2 separate regions of the Ovis aries genome follow, and region 2 is linked to region 1. The links are chromatin contacts, called in public Hi-C maps. All regions are on one chromosome and are shown on one strand. Each heading gives the region's core, a stretch centred on a gene start, on an enhancer-like site or on the middle of the called end of the contact. The rest is flanking DNA. Distances are from core to core; before and after follow the strand shown. Region 1 holds the start of NDUFAF6 (NADH:ubiquinone oxidoreductase complex assembly factor 6). Region 2 holds the start of INTS8 (integrator complex subunit 8).

Evidence for each region. A called contact is a pair of places that touch in the nucleus more often than the background predicts.
Region 2: a Hi-C map of tail adipose tissue shows a contact between it and region 1, with 2.8 times the contacts expected there. The contact joins the promoter of INTS8 here to the promoter of NDUFAF6 in region 1. A contact is called at or near these places in 8 of 16 Hi-C or Micro-C datasets (blood, hypothalamus, muscle and 4 more).

What each region holds. Positions count from the first base shown.
Region 1 is chr9:82,232,764-82,238,634 of ARS-UI_Ramb_v3.0, forward strand. It overlaps NDUFAF6 (NADH:ubiquinone oxidoreductase complex assembly factor 6), which reads right to left and starts at 2,455. Exons shown (of 10, transcript XM_060393497.1): 1 at 2,236-2,455. The coding sequence starts at 2,432.
Region 2 is chr9:82,433,729-82,439,194 of ARS-UI_Ramb_v3.0, forward strand. INTS8 (integrator complex subunit 8) reads right to left here and starts at 3,089. Exons shown (of 26, transcript XM_042254462.1): 1 at 2,807-3,089; 2 at 362-536. The coding sequence starts at 2,936.

The DNA of each region.
Region 1 (5,871 bases), core at 1,205-3,704:
TCTTATCCTCAGTCGTCCCCTTCTCCTCCTGCCCCCAATCCCTCCCAGCATCATTTCCAATGAGTCAACTCTTCATATGAGGTGGCCAAAGTACTGGAGCTTCAGCTTAAGCATCATTCCTTCCAAAGAAATCCCAGGGCTAATCTCCTTCAGAATGGACTGGTTGGATCTCCTTGCAGTCCAAGGGACTCTCAAGAGTCTTCTCCAACACCACAGTTCAAAAGCATCAATTCTTCAGCATTCAGCTTTCTTCACAGTCCAACTCTCACATCCATACATGACCACAGGAAAAACCATAGCCTTGACGAGATGGACCTTAGTCGGCAAAGTAATGTCTCTGCTTTTGAATATGCTATCTAGGTTGGTCATAACTTTTCTTCCAAGGAGTAAGTGTCTTTTAATTTCATGGCTGCAGTCACCACCTGCAGCGATTTTGGAGCCCAAAAAAATAAAGTCTGACACTGTTTCTACTGTTTCCCCATCTATTTCCCATGAAGTGATGGGACCAGATGCCATGATCTTCGTTTTCTGAATGTTGAGCTTTGAGCCAACTTTTTCACTCTCCTCTTTTACTTTCATCAAGAGGCTTTTGAGTTCCTCTTCACTTTCTGCCATAAGGGTGGTGTCATCTGCAAATCTGAGGTTATTGATATTTCTCCCAGCAATCTTGATTCCAGCTTGTGTTTCTTCCAGTCCAGCGTTTCTCATGATGTACTCTGCATATAAGGTAAATAAGCAGGGTGACAATATACAGCCTTGACGTACTCCTTTTCCTACTTGGAACCAGTCTGTTGTTCCATGTCCAGTTCTAACTGTTGCTTCCTGGCCTGCATACGGATTTCTCAAGAGGCAAGTTAGGTGGTCCGGTATTCCCATCTCTTTCAGTATTTTCCACAGTTTATTGTGATCCACACAGTCAAAGGCTTTGGCATAGTCAATAAAGCAGAAATAGATGTTTTTCTGGAACTCTCTTGCTTTGTCCATGATCCAGCGGATGTTGGCAATTTGATCTCTGGTTCCTCTGCCTTTTCTAAAACCAGGTTGAACATCAGGGAGTTCACGGTTCACGTATTGCTGAAGCCTGGCTTGGAGAATTTTGAGCATTACTCCACTAGCATGTGAGATGAGTGCAATTGTGCAGTAGTTTGAGCATTCTTTGGCACTGCCTTTCTTTGGAATCGGAATGAAAACCGACCTCCTCCAGTCCTTGGAAAACACTGCTGAGTTTTCCAAATTTGCTGGCATATTGAGTGCAGCACTTTGACAGCATCATCTTTCAGGATTTGAAATAGCTCAACTGGAATTCCATCACCTCCACTAGCTTTGTTCCTAGTGATGCTTTCTAAGGCCCACTTGACTTCACATTCCAAGCTGTCTGGCTCTAGATTAGTGATCACATCATCATGATTATATGGGTCTTGAAGATCTTTTTTGTACAGTTCTTCCGTGTGTTCTTGCCACCTCTTCTTAATATCTTCTGCTTCTGTTAGGTCCATACCATTTCTGTCCTTAATCGAGCCCATCTTTGCATGAAATGTTCCCTTGGTATCTCTAATTTTCTTGAAGAGATCTCTAGTCTTTCCCATTCTATTGTTTTCCTCTATTTCTTTGCATTGATCGCTGAAGAAGGCTTTCTTATCTCTTCTTGCTATTCTTTGGAACTCTGCATTCAGATGCTTATATCTTTCCTTTTCTCCTTTGCTGAACTCAAAGTTAGCCACTGCTTACTTAAAATTAATTACTAGTCATCTTTCATATTTATAAGCAACTACTCATATAAAATGGACTTCAGACGATAAAGCGTCTGCCTACAATGCGGAAGACCCGGGTTCAATTCCTGGGTCAGGAAGATCTCCTGGAGAAGGAAATGGCAACCTACTCCAGTATTCTTGCCTGGAGAATCCCATCGACGGAGGAGCCTGGTAGGCTACAGTCCATGGGGTCGCAAAGAGTCGGACACGACTGAGCGAGTTCACCTTCACCTTCACCTTCACCTTCAGTCATGTAAAAAGCTTAACGTTAAGACTCAAGCAACATGACAGACGAAGGAATTTTGCCACAATTTTGGGAGCGATGTGAAAGCTCCTGTGGCTTCACTCCCACCCCACACCCGGACTGGCCCCAGGGCACACGCGTTGGAATGCCAAGGGGCAGGTCGGCCCCGAGGCCCGCCGCGCCCACCAGGGTCCCTTCCGGCCTTGCTCCCCGACCTCGGGGCAGGCCGGGCTCTCTCACCGCAGCAGCTCCAAGCAATAGCGGTCAGTTCCCGAAGCGCCAAGTCCACTACCCGCGGCCACGCTCCTCCCGGACGCCACGGGCTCCGAAAGCCGCCGTGCGCGCGCCCACAGGCCCCGGGGTGGTCGGCGGCGACAAAAGCCGGGGACGCCGAGCCGCAGCGGTCCCCATGCGGAGCCCAAAGTGGAGGCCGCCATGACACCGACGCCGCGTGCCCTTCGACCCCGCGTTCTCGGCGCACGGCTACGCTCGGCCACACCCCCGGCAGGTCAAGCCGCGCACGGCGCGGCGGCGGGAAGGCGACCCCTGGACGCCGCTCGGAGAAGCCAGGTGTCGCTGTGGTCCGCCGCTGTGGTCCTCTGCCGCGCTCCTCACAGAAAGCCCCGCCTGAGTCCCAGGGATTCCGCCCAGGCTCTCCCCTTCCCTTCCAGGCCCTCCTGAAGATGTGTTTATCGAGATAGGAGAATGGAGAATAATTTGACAGTTTACTAGCTTGATTTATAACTTTTAAACAATTATTCACCTGGCATGTGAGCCTCCGCAGACCGGTCAAATGTTACGGTTGAGTCTAGTTGCCAGGACCCGAGACCGGCAAGCTGGTCCAAGCTGCTTACATCTGGATCCAAATAACACCTCCTGCGTCCAGGTTTGACCGGACGTTTCCTGCTGCCGCCACACTCTTCAGTTTAGTTCAGTCGCTCAGTTAGTGTCCGACTCTTTGCGACCCCATAGACTGCAGCACGCCAGGCCTCCCTGTCCATCACCATCTCCCCGGGGCTTGTTCAGACTCGTGTCCATTGAGACTGTGATGCCATCCAACCATCTCATCCTCTGTCATCCTCTTCTCCTCCTGCCCTAATTCTTCCCCAACCTCAGGGTCTTTTCCAATGAGTCCTCTCTTCGCATCAGATGGCTAAAGTATTGGAGCTTCGGTTTCAGCATCAGTCCTTCCAATGAATATTCAGGACTGATTTCCTTTAGGATTGACTGGTTGGATCTCTTTTCAGTCCAAGGGACTCTCAGGAGTCTTCTTCAACACCACAGTTCCAAAGCATCAGTTCTTGAGCACTTAGCTTTCTTTAGGGTTCAACTCTCGCATCCATACATGACCACTGGAAAACCACAGCTTTGATTAGACAGACCTTTGTCAGCAAAGTAATGTCTCTGCTTTTTAACATGCTGTCTAGGTTGGTCATAGCTTTTCTTCCAAGGAGCCACACTAGTTCTTTCTAAAATGTGCTTCTGATTATGATCCTTCACTGACTGACAAACTTTGCTGAGTGTTGGATACAGCTCTTCCATGACAATAAATAGCCTCTGTTTACCTTTCAGCCTCAACCCAAGCGTTTGTGACTCCAGCTTAATGTTTCTCCTTAAACCCAAGGGAGAGTTCTGGTTTTGTGGACCCAAGAACTCCAGCCAATTCACTCTGCTTTGGTTTTACTCCCTGAGTAAAACCTCTCTTCAGCCTATACAGGATCTCAGTCCCTCCCTCATAATGTTCTCTTTTCTCTTTGGGCTTCTGTCCTTTAGCACTAAGTTTGAAGTGAGGTGAAGTAGCTCAGTCATGTCCGACTCTTTGCAACCCCATGGACTGTAGCCTACCAGGCTCCTCTGTCCATGGGATTTTCCAGGCAATAGTCCTGCAGTGAACTGCCATTTCCTTCTCCAGGGGATCTTCCCAACCCAGGGATGGAACCTGAGTCTCCCGCATTGTAGACAGACGCTTTACTGTCTGAGCCACCAGGGAAGTCAGCACTAAGTTTAAACCTACTCAATAGGAAAAAAAAAAAAAAATCACTTATGTCCACCTGCAGTTCTGGTCTCCTGCCTAGCTGGACTTTTCAATCTCAACTCGTAAGTCTTTTTGTCTGGACAGGGTGCACCTTCTCACAACCAAGGGAAACACTTTGGAATCATCATTACCTACTCTTCCTTGTATAAGTAATGTAATCTAACTGGTCAGGTCCTATCAATTCTTTTTTCTTCCTATATTCATGTCCATGACACCAAAACCTGGAATCAGGTCCTGGTTCTACTTCCTATTATCTCTGTGACTTTGAGTGACCTTTTCTTGTGCTTCAGATTCCTCCACTGTGAAATGGTAATAGTAATAGAAGCCAAAGTTCTTGTGAGAATTAAATAAATTAATACCTTTAAGGCATCCAGGGCAATGCCTGGCCCATTAATAGCACTCAAAACAAGTCATCTATGTAGGGAAAACATTAAGAAAGACTTTAAAAGGACCAAAAAGATTTCTGGGTGTCTTAATGGAAAGTTAGACACTGTCCATGTTGCCTGATTTTATGGGTTCTTTGTGCTTTTCACTGTCTTTGAACTGTTTCATAATTCTGTAAGTGGTAGAATATTGAGAATGCAAATAATTCTTGTCTGTGACTTATGCAGATTATATCCGTAGGAGATTGAGTCGATTAGTATTCTGTGGTTATTGTCTGATTTTACCCATTTCTAATCTATTAAACAGATTGACTTAAGCTTCCTGACTGCCTATATATGTCTAGTAGTTTGAATACTTCTTTGAATTGGTTGTAAGATCTTACTGGTTCCCCCACAAATTAATGAAGTTTTTAAATTTTTATTATTATTTTTTTAATTTTTGGCTATGCTGGGTCACTGTTGCTGCATGCAGGCTTTCTCTAGTTGCAGGGAGTTGGGACTATTGTCTAGTTGATACGCCTGGGCGTCTCACTGTGGTGGCTTATCTTGTCCAGAGTGTGGGCCCTATGGTGTGCAGGGCTTCAGTAGTTGCAGCATATAGGCTTAGTTGCCCCAAGGCATGGGGAATCTTCCCCAACCAGGATTCAAACCAGTGTCCCCTACATTGGCAGGCAGATTCTTAACCACTGGACAACCAGAGAAGTCCTGAAATTTTTAACATGTGTTGATTTTATATCTGTATGAGAATTAAGACTATACAATTTTGTTAAAAGTTATTTTTTTTAACAGTTATCATTTGTTATCATTAACTTCTCTTTTGTTTTGTTTCCAGTACCCAGTTTCACATCTTTCTGATGGACTCATTTCTTTCTTTTTTTTTTTTTTTTAATTTTTTTTTTTTAAGGACTCATTTCTTTTCATGTCTCTAGGCAGATCAATCTATATCAAAAAATATAACCATTTCTCATAAATGTTATGAGCCTGTAGACTTTTTTTTTTTTGAGCCTGTAGATATTTAAACCTGAAAGCACAATTTCAATTAATGGGATAGAGGAAAATTAAGAAGTTTTAAAATTATTCTGTGGATAACACATTGTCACTAACATTTATTGAACATCTATTACTAAGAATGAAGTTAATTTTTTTAGAATTATGAGTACATGAAAATATTTCCGTAGTGTAATTTCTTGATATTAAAGTCAATATATTTGAAATATTCATGCATTTTCCTTCATTTAAGGTTATATCAAGGCAGAAGCTCAGTGCTTAACCCCAAAATTAACATTAAAAAATAAGTGACCACAGAAGCACAATTTGTTAACTTGGCCTTTGGCAGTGACAGTTGTTTACTTTGTCATCTTTGAGTTTATGACTCTCTCCCTGGGGGTTATAACTGATCCATCTGTGTAGCTGTGAATGAAATATAGTAGCATTTATTTCCAAGCTTCAGCTCAATAA
Region 2 (5,466 bases), core at 1,839-4,338, 200 kb after region 1:
CGATTCACTAATTTTTATTTTCTTCAGATATGTAAAAGTAAAATGAAGATTTAAAACTGTTTAGGCGTGGATTTTCTCTACTTATCACGTCAAAAAAATAAGAATAATAACAAATGGGCTCATTATTGGTAACACCAAGTTTATACTTTAAAAGGTGATTTAAATTCATTCAACAGTCAAATATTTTCTTATACTGTTTGAAAAATACTTCTATATTTTACCAAGAATTCATAGAAAAATAGTTTTCACTTTAAAGACCCATATTACAAGAACACATACTGAAATAAACCAAAATATCTTAACAGTTCTCAAAATAAATTCATTTAAATCTTTTTTTAAAATTCATTTAAATCTTGTATACCTTTTCTCTAATATGTCTAAGTCCCATTTCAAATGTGCAGCAACTTTAAGAGCAAGTAGCTTTAAAACACGATTTCTCTTGTTATCAGGTGGAGGTTGAACTTGGTTTTGCTCATTAACTGAAGGTTTGGAAGCCTGTTCCAAAAACTGGACTATAAGCTGAACTGGTGCAGGATCTAGGATTTAAAAGAAAGCAATTCTTGAACTTAAGGTCTAATTACAAAGATGCAAAAGGATTCACCCTATTGTTTTCTGGCCACAAAAGGAATCCAAATAGGCCAACAGGCACTTGAAAAGATACTCTGTATCACTATTTGAGAAAGACAAATCAAACTACACAGAGGAATCAATCAACTCACAATGGTGAGAATGGCCACCGTCTAAAAGTCTACAAATATGAAAAAAATAGAGGTTAGTTTAAAAAATTAATTAATTTTTTAATAATTATTGGAATGGAAATAACTTTTAATAGAAAATAACTTTAATTAATATCCAGCAATCTCACTCCTGGGCATATGTCCAGAAAAGATGAAAACTCTAATTTGAAAAGATACATCACACCAGTGTTCACAGTGGTACTACTTACAATAACCAATACACTGAAGGAACCTAATGTCCACTGGCAGATGAATGGATAAAGAATGCGCAGTACATATACACAGTGAAATAATACTTGGCCATAAAAATGAATGAGATTATACCATTTGCAGCAACGTGGATGGATCTAGAGATCATCATACTAAGTAAAGTCAGTAAAACACAAATGTCATATGACATCACTTTTATGTGGAATCAAAAAAAAAAATACAAATGAACTTACTTGCAAAATAGAAATGAGTCAGAAAGAAAACAAATTTATGGTTACCAAAGGGGCTGGGGGGCAGGCATAAATCAGGAACTTGGGACTAACAGATACACACAAATATACATAAGGCAGACAACAAGGACCTACTATATAGCACAGGAAACTATATTCAATATTAATATATCAAAACTACATAGCACAGGGAACTATACTCGATATTGAACTATACTCCAATAGGTTATTTTAATAACCTGTGACAACCCACTCCAGTATTCTTGCCTGGAGAATCCCATGGACAGAGGAGCCTGGTAGGCTATAGTTCATGGGGTCGCAAGAATCGGACATGACTGAGCAAATAAGCCCATAAACAATGGAAAACAATCTCAAAAGGAACAGGTGTCTACATATAACTGAATCACTGCACTGTACACCTAAAACATTACAAATCAACTATTCTTCATTTTTGAAAGTTAAGGGATAAAAAAGGGGACCCAAACAGTTGTGCAGTTACAATGACTAAGGATTATAATTCCCAAGAAGTGTGCCTGGCTATTAAAACGAAAGATCAGGAAGGATGTACGAAGGAAAGATAACAGATTTTTGCAGACAAAAGCACTTTAGACCACAGAACATAATGGTTACAGATTTCAGTGCAGCAAACAACAATTGTCAATTAGGGGAAAGAAATACCATGTTTAAAATCACTGCTTTAACGCTTAATTAGTGGGACTTGCATCAAGTTACCTCTCTGCACCTGTTCCTGTCAATGCAAAATAGAGGATCACCTACCTCACAGGATTATCATGAAGACGGAATTAAACGAGAATGCAGCTACGAAGCACAGAGCCTGGCACCCAGAAACACTCAACAAACGTTCATCAAAAGCACTGAATTAAAAGCACGTTAATACAACATAGTGGTAAAACCGCCCACGTGAAGTACACCAACTTCTCGCACAGGAGTCTCCACCAGTTCGGGCCAGTGGATTAGACTTAACAAGACACATCTGGATTCGAACTCTTGTCAGCAATTTATCACCCAAGGAACTTACCTTTTCAGCCATCACCTCTTTCCAGAAAGACCTGTTATTTCCCACCATCCCTAAACAGCACTCCTGAACTGCGGTATCAATCATGAACATCATTATACAATAACCATCTTGCAACTGTGACAGCATTTTCTGCTTTCAGAAGTTTTCGCTTTGATTTACAGCCCAACTTTGGAATAACTGAGTCAGCAGAATCCGTTCGTTCAGGAATAAAACAGTTAAAATAGGGACCTAACATAGTTATTCAACGTCAGGACCAGCCTCTGAACAGCCGATGTCTCCGCAGACCGCACCCCCCGCCCAAACTCCCCAGGGGAGGGCTGAGGCCCCAACCCGAGTTACGGTCACCTGAGAGGCGACAAGACGGCAAACACGAAAAGGTGGCGGGCGCGGGAGGGCCTCTGTTTCCCGCTTTTCTTAGGCCTCCCGGAGCGGCGCCCCGCGCGGGCAGTTTTGATGCCCAGTCAGAGACCGGGCGGCGCCACAGCTCGGCCCCGAGGCCCGCCTCCCCGGGTCGTTGGGTCGCGGCAGAGGAAGGCGCGGGGCTCCGGGAGCCCCGAGGGCAGTCCTCGGGCCGCAGGGACCGCGCTTACCCGGGCAGGGCTTGCGCAGGTGTTTCTCCAACAGCGACTCCTGCAGCAGAAACTCGAACCAGGAGGTCTGCGGCGGGGTGCAGGGCCGGCTGGAGGTGGCCGCCTCCCGGTCCGCCGCCTCCGCGCTCATCCTGCCCCCGCCGCCGCTACCCCCAGGGGCGCTTCCCGGCTCCAACCTGACGCTCGGACGCGGGCCCCGGGGGCCTCTGACGTGCAGAACCGCCCGGAAACGAGAAGGCACGCGGAACGTCCCGGAAAGCCACACAAACCAAAATGGCGGTCTGACCCCCAGCCAAGGCTGGGAGTCCTGGTTCCGCCCCCACCCCACCCCCGCCGCGCCTGCAGACCAATCGTTATTCGAGTTGGAGAAGGGAGGAGGGCGGGGCCGATGTCCAGGCCACGCCTTCTCCCAGTTACCCTGGGAGACGGCTTGGGAGAGAGCTGCGTCACTCAGCTGGCTTGCCCTGTTCCCCGGCGGTTTCTTGGTCAGCCGACAGAACACCCTCATCGGCAGGCCCCAGAGTCTTCGGAAACGTTAGTGAACGCTACAGGTTCAGACTGTGATTAGGCAAATCTGTTTTTGTTTATTGTCAATTTTCCGACTTCCATTTCTGAGATTTCAGTTCAGTCGCTCAGTCGTGTCCGACTCTTTGCGACCCCATGGCCTCTCTGTCCATCACCAACTCCTGGAGTTTACTCAAACTCATGTGCATGGAGTCAATGAGGCCATCCAACCATCTCATCCTCTGTCATCCCCTTCTCCTCCTGCCCCCAATCCCTCCCAGCATCAGGATCTTTTCAAATGAGTCAGTTCTTCGCATCAGGTGGACAAAGTTTTGGAGCTTCAGCTTCATCAGTCCTTCCAATGAATATTTAGGACGAATTTCCTTTACGATGGGCTGGTTGGGTCTCCTTGCAGTCCAAGGGACTCTCAAGAGCCTTCTGCAACACCACAGTTCAAAAGCATCAAGTCTTCGGCGATCAGTTTTCTTTATACTCCAACTCTCACGTCCATACATGACTACTGGAAAAACCATAGCCTTGACTAGATGGACCTTTGTTGGCAAAGTAATGTCTTTGCTTTTTAATATGCTGTCTAGGTTGGTCATAACTTTTCTTCCAAGGAACAAGCATCCTTTAATTTCATGGCTGCAGTCACCATCTGCAGTGATTTTGGAGCCCCCCAAAAATAAAGTCAGTCACTGTTTCTACTGTTTCCCCATCTATTTGCCATGAAGTGATGGAACCAGATGCCATGATCTTAGTTTTATGAATGTTGAGCTTTAAGCCAACTTTTTCACTCTCCTCTTTCATTTTCATCAAGAAGCTCTTTAGTTCTTAACATTCTGCCATAAGGGTGGTGTCATCTGCATATCTAAGGTTATTGTTATTTCTCCCAGCAATCTTGATTCCAGCTTGTGCTTCATCCAGCCCAGCGTTTCTCATGATGTACTCTACATATAAGTTAAATAAGCACGGTGACAATATAAAGCCTTAACGTACTCCTTTTCCTATTTGGAATCAGTCCGTTGTTCCATGTCCAGTTCTAACTGTTGCTTCCTGACCTACATACAGATTTCTCACGAAGCAGGTCAGGTGGTCTGGTATTCCCATCTCTTTCAGAATTTTCCACAGTTTATTGTGAAAGGCTTTGAAAGGCTTTGACACAGTCAAAGGCTTTGACATAGTCAGTACAGCAGAAATAGATGTTTTTCTGGAACTCTCGCTTTTTCGATAATCCAACGGATGTTGGCAATCACACATCTAGTTAGTATTAAAATAGGGACTTGAGTTTCCATTTTATCTGAACCCAGAGGCCAAACGTAGCATTCTGCTTCATAAAGAAGACACCTGGCATGCTGCGGTTCATGGGGTGGCAAAGAGTTGGACACAGCTGAGCGACTAAAATGAACTGCAGGAATTAGCTGGCCGCTCAGTGGTTAAGGCTCAGCACTTTCATCGCTGCGTGTCATGAGCCCAGAGTTCAACCCCTGGTCGAAGAACTAAGACCCTACAAGCCCCACAGCATGGCCAAAAAGAAGATACCTTGCTGTTGTGTGTGTGTGTTTTTTTTAATAGTAATAAACCTGCAGGTTGGTTGGAAGAACAGTGTACAGACCTCTCACACCCATTTTGCCCAGATGCCTCGATTGTTAATATTTTGCCACACTTCCTCCATAGAATCCAACCTTCTTGGATTACCTTGTTTCCTTTGGACACCAGTAGAAAGACCAGCTTCTCCTGGTTTGGCCAGGACTGTCCCAGTTTAAAGTGAAGTCCTGCAACCTAACAAGGCTCGCCCCCTTCCCAGCAAACTCTAACAGTAGGCAAGTCGACATGCATGCAGCAGCCCCTCACTTTGCCCGGATGCTGGATGCTACATCTCCCCTTCGAGAAGGAATGCAGGAAGGGAAAGGAAGATGGGACGGGAAGCTTGTAGTAATTGTTAATCAAAGGGCCTGAAGGCTGTCACAGGGCCTGAAAGGCACTGGAGTGCTTAACTTTATGTCAAGAAAAAAATTAACAAAAGAGATGGTACCAGATGTGGCAATATCAGGAGAGTAACTGGAATCCTAGCAAACATTGTTACAATGATGGTTACCTGTTACAGAGTATCTTGCAAGGGTCGCACTCTGTAGGTGCTCAACAGGGACTCAAGT